Regions from separate parts of the Sus scrofa genome. Here region 1 is linked to region 2. A link is a contact called in public HiChIP or PLAC-seq data. All regions are on one chromosome and are shown on one strand. Each heading gives the region's core, a stretch centred on a gene start, on an enhancer-like site or on the middle of the called end of the contact. The rest is flanking DNA. Distances are from core to core; before and after follow the strand shown. Region 1 overlaps SIK3 (serine/threonine-protein kinase SIK3). Region 2 overlaps SIK3 (serine/threonine-protein kinase SIK3).

Region 1 (2,700 bases), core at 10-2,509, 170 kb after region 2:
ATTCTGTCACAGCCTACTCACTACTGGGTCTGTTTTAGGCACTGGAGAATCAAAAATTAATCAGGTATGATCTCTGAATTCAAAGAACTCAGCACCTACTAAGAAGGTGGACATTAACCAGAAATGACACAGTTATAATTACCATTACAGGGCAGCACAGCAGTTGAGAACACAGGCACTGGGGCCTGACTGCCTGTGTTCAAATCTGAGTCTTCTACCAAGCAAATGTGTGACTTTGGACAAGTGACTTAACACTCCTCACTTCAATTTTCCCATCTACAAAATGGGGACAATTCTAGGTCCTATTTATTTATCCATCTATCTAACTAACTCATCAGATTGCTCAGTAGACTAGAAAAGTTCACATGTATAAAGTGCTCAGAATGGTGCCTGGCACAAAAACACTCAAATATTTATTGTTACTGTTGTTACTCTCATGACCATTAACTATTTCAGGGAGAACCTAATCTATCTTCAGACTAATGGAAGGTCAGAAAAAGCTTCTCCGAGGAAGTGACATATGAGTCCCAAAGAGGAATCTGAATTAAACACCAAAAGAGAAAACCTGTCAAGCAGAGGAAAGAATATATAAAAGACTCTATGCTAAGAATGGCCCTGGCATATTAACCATCTGAAACAAGGCCAGTGAAGCAGGGGCTCTGAGTGAAGAGAGATGAGGATGGAAAACTAGAAAGAGCATGTTTTTTCTGTTTGTTTGTTTGTTCATTTGTTTTATGGCAGCAACTGTGGCATGTGGAAGTGCCAGGCCAGGAATTGAATCTGAGCCACAGCCTTTAACCCAATGCACTGAGCCAGGGATCGAACCCTCGCCTCCACATCAACCCAAGCCACTGCAGTCAGAGTCTTAACCCACTGTGCCACAGCGGGAACTCCTAGAAACGTCATGTTAAACTTACCATTTAATCTTTATCTGAATAACAAAAGGTATTACACAGGAAATAACAGGTTTGCTAGGTTTTCTTTTTTCTAAGATCACTTTACCGGAGTATGTGGAATCTTCTGTGATAGAAGGAGGGCAACCTGAGCTCAACAAACATGGGTCATTCTAGTGAAGGAGAAATGAAATCAACTACAGACAAGTAAGAAGTCTAGCAAAGAGAATTACAAGCTCAGACGAGGGGGGAATTCATGAATTAGTAATAGAACAAATTAGTATGATTCAATCACTTCTTAAAGCCCTACAGAGGGAACTTGGAAAATGGGCAGTATTGTTCATCCACAGCTGGAGATCTGCATGACATGTGGGAGAGAAGAACAGAGGTGCAGGAGAACTGAGGAGACATATGACTCATTGCAAGTGACCAACTATGGTGTCCATATGGGATAAAGTGATGCCAGGGAGAATGTCAAAAATTTGGAGACAGAGAAGATTTAAGGGACTGGAAGGCTCAGTGAAATCAGAGAATAAGCTCAGCAAATGGCAAACTGGAAAGACAGGAAATTGTGTTCAGAGAGCCAAATTTCCAAATTTATGATTTCAGAGGTGGAAGTCTCACTGGCCATGGTAACAGGCTGCTATAGACAAGTGGAGGGACAGATAGCTGAAACAAAGATCAGGCCAGAATGAGATTAGAATATTGGACAAGAGAGCAACAGGGACACTGAAGGCACATGAGATCGTGGAAGGAGAAAGAGTGAACTATTTACAAGTATTAGAATTAGATTTTCAGTGGCATTCTTAAATATAACAACATAAGGAATGTGTTTTTAAGTATTTGGAATACAACAGGGATGCCTCCACATATTCATTTAGCCAAATAATTTTCAAAGAATTCCCTGGTAGCATAGCCATTCTTGACAAAAGCTCTCAGACGAATAGGAGGAAACTTTCTTAACCTGATTATTTGTCACAACTGGGAGAGCAAGCATCATGGTAATGGTAAAAACTGAAGGTATAGACAAGCCAAAAGCTGGGAGGAAATCTTTCCAACAAATCTCTGAGATAGGACTGGTATCCAAAATGTATAAAGAATTCTTAAAACCCAACAAGAAAAAAAAAAAAATTTAAATGGGCAAAAGAGGGCGTTCCCATCATGGCTCAGCAGTTAACAAACCTAACTGGCATCCATGAGGACCCAGGTTCAATCCCTGGCCTCGCTCAGTGGGCTAAAGGATCTGGTGTTGCTGTGAGCCATGGTGTAGGTTGCAGCCAAGGCTCGGATCCTGCGTTGCTGTGGCTGTGGCAAAGGCCAGCGGCTACAGCTCTGATTCCACCCCTAGCCTGGGAACCTCCATATGCCGTGGGTGCAGCCCTAAAAAGACAAGGAAAAAAAAAAAAAAAAAAAAAAGGGCAAAGGACCTGAACCTCACCAAAGAAGTTACAGAGATAGCAAATATGCATATGAAAAGATGCGCAACTTCATATGCCATTAGTGAACTGCAAATTAAAACACAAGATATCACTACACACCTATTAGAATGGCCAAAATCCAAAATACTGAGAATACCAAATGCTGGCAAAACTGTGAAATAGGAACTCTCATTCATTCCTGGTGGGAATTCAAGATGGTACAATCACTTTGGGATACAGTTTAGCAGTTTCTTACAAAACTAAACATACTTTTACCATACAATCCATTAATCACACTCCATGGTATTTACCCAAATAAGATGAAAATTTAAATCCACACAAAAATCTGTATGTGGATGTTTACAGCAGCTTAAATCATAATTGTCCAA
Region 2 (2,700 bases), core at 173-2,672:
TGGCAGATAAATCTTCTTCATAAGCCCTATGGATTTGTCTGAAAGTGATATATATCTTTAGCCTTTTAAGAGAGTGAGAGAAAGAAAAAGGAGTGAAAAACAACATAGGGAAGGAGCAAATGAAAGATCAGTAGAGCAATTCATTCAAAAATGTCATTTCATAATAATTCCTAACACTTATCCAGTACTTATATGCCAGGCAGAGTGCTAAATCCTTTAAGTTATTTTAAGCACTTAATTCACAGACTAATTCTTATTATTATTATAATACCTATTTTATACATAAAGGAATTAAAAAATCAGAGAAGTTAAGAAACTTGACCAGGAGGTTTCCTAGTGGCCTAGTGGTTAAGGATCCAGGGTTGTTACTCCTGTGGCATGGATTTGGTCTCTGGCCCAGGAATTTCTGCATGCTGTGTGTGTGGCAAAAAAGAAAAGGAAAGAAAAGAAAAGAAACTTGAGCAGATAATAAGAGGCAAGACCTGGATACAAATTCTGGTCAGTCTTACTCCAAAGCCAGAGTTTTTCACTCATATAAAACCTGAATTAATTGATGATATTTTAGGTAGTAGCCAGCATATTTTTATAAAACATGGCACATCAATTTCATTCTTCTTCTTTTTTTTTTTTTTTGTCTTTTTGCCATTACCTTGGGCCGCTCCAGCGGCATATGGAGGTTCCCAGGCTAGGGGTCGAATTGGAGCCGTAGCCGCCGGCCTACGCCAGAGCCACAGCAACGCGGGATCCGAGCCGCGTCTGCAACCTACACCACAGCTCACGGCAACGCCGGATCGTTAACCCACTAAGCAAGGGCAGGGACCGAACCCGCAACCTCATGGTTCCTAGTCGGATTCGTTAACCACTGCACCATGATGGGAACTCCCTCATTCTTCTTCTGACAAGAGCAAACACCATGTAATCTCCATAGGGTCCATGATGACAGAGTTCACCCACAAGCCGAGTTCACAGAAAGTGGACTAGGTAATAAATACATGGGAGAAGGCTATGAACTAGCTGGAAAGCAATGTTACGGGGAACAGCCAGTTGGATTAAGATGAACTGAGAAGGCAGGGGCATGACGGTGAGGGTGAAATGCACCGCAAGGGAGTGAGCCTAGCTTATAAATTCTGCTTGTTGCATGGTGATGGAGACTGTGACGGAAGGCTGGCAACGACAGTCTTCTTCATTCAAGGAATCACAGACAGGCAGAGGGGCAGGTGAGAATTCAGGGAACTGGCCCTCAGAATCTTCAGGCTGATCCCGTGAGGGAGGAAATGCCAACTGTCCCTCAAGCCCTTCATGTGTTGCGAAAGTATGGGACATGGCAAAGCAATCATTTTCAGCTCTGTGGGCAGAGGAGTGGTCTGCAAGAAACTGAGTCATAGATTCTTTGTGACCACATAAAACTGCTTAGAGCTGGGGAAACAGAAGACATCTGTGTGCCAGGAGGCATGAGAAGAATGCGAGGAAGAAGCAGTTAGCAGGAGATTCATGTTGCTTACAGGTACTTGGACAGAGGGTCTGGTCTGGTTTCTCACGTCCTCTTTCCACACACCAGTGTGTTCAAAGGTCACTCCCAAGCACCCAGCCCAAGAGCTCTTTATATTCAACAGTTTTACAAACATCTTAATAATGTTTAATTCTGCCAGGCAATTTCAAAGAGGGCTCTATTTTTCTCAAAGCCCAAAAAGCCAAAAAAGGAAACAAAAATAAACTGGCTATTAACTCTCATTTCTATTTCCCTGAAAAATGAACTAACTTCATAAATTTTCAAGTTAAGTAACACTAAAGTCTTACATTTTCCAGAGCAAGGATCCTATATGATGTTATCCATTCACTTTGGCCAGTTCAGGTACCAGTCTAAATTGACACTACTATAGCAGACAAACAGATCAACACTGATGAATGGTCTACAATGACAGTCTCTGGATGGAGAAACATGGCTTTGATGGCAGCCTGTGTTCTGGACTTACAAATGTTTGCGACTCAGAGTTCCTCTTTAATGCTATCTGCCCTTTCCAAAAAAAAAAAAAAAAAAAAAGTCTATCTAATGTCCTGATCCTGTCATAATCATGGCTAATAGAACTAAAAAGAAAGTCAATGAGAAATCATAGGAGTTTTTGCCAAGAAACCTTCTTCTGGTGAAAAGCTCAGAGTTAGGAATACCTACTCTGCTTGTGGACTAAGCCCTAGAAATGAAAATTTTTTAACATGCTCAAGGAAACCCTGTCATTGTCAGCTGTCACTTAGGATGAATCTATTTTATGCAGTGACTACTTTAAAATCTAAACATTATTAGAGAAATGCATGTCAAAACTACAATTTGTTATCTCCTCACACCAGTCAGAATGGCCATCATCAAAAAGTCTATAAACAATAAATGCTGGCGAGGGTGTGGAGAAAAGGGAATCCTCCTACAGTGCTGGTGGGAATGTATTGGCGCAACCACTACGAAGGACAGTATGGAGGTTCCCTAAAAAACTAAATATAGAAATACCATACGACAGCACCTCTAGGCATATATCCAGAGAAAGCTGTAGTTTGAAAAGATACATGTACTCCAATGTTCACTGCAGCACTGTTTACAACAGCCAAGACATGGAAACAACCTAAATGTCCACTGACAGAGGACTGGATAAAGATGTGGTACATAAATAGAAAGGGATATTATTCAGCCATAAAAAAGAATGAAATAATGCC

What was found. HiChIP or PLAC-seq counts read pairs in DNA pulled down with a chosen protein or histone mark.
Region 1: an H3K27ac HiChIP or PLAC-seq map of alveolar macrophages shows a contact between it and region 2. The contact joins two enhancer-like sites. A contact is called at or near these places in 1 of 47 Hi-C or Micro-C datasets (embryonic fibroblasts) and 1 of 2 datasets of contacts at active chromatin or transcription factors (alveolar macrophages).

What each region holds. Positions count from the first base shown.
Region 1 is chr9:44,428,497-44,431,196 of Sscrofa11.1, forward strand. All of the region lies in intron 1 of SIK3 (serine/threonine-protein kinase SIK3), which reads right to left. Among named protein-coding and RNA genes, the nearest start is that of SIK3, 42 kb to the right of the region's middle. Within about 2 kb of position 1,260, at least 4 of the 83 cell types and tissues checked have an H3K27ac peak or open chromatin away from gene starts, as enhancers often do. A contact at or near this core is called in alveolar macrophages, where this site is marked.
Region 2 is chr9:44,262,864-44,265,563 of Sscrofa11.1, forward strand. All of the region lies in intron 7 of SIK3 (serine/threonine-protein kinase SIK3), which reads right to left. Among named protein-coding and RNA genes, the nearest start is that of APOA1, 46 kb to the left of the region's middle. Within about 2 kb of position 1,423, at least 10 of the 83 cell types and tissues checked have an H3K27ac peak or open chromatin away from gene starts, as enhancers often do. A contact at or near this core is called in alveolar macrophages, where this site is marked.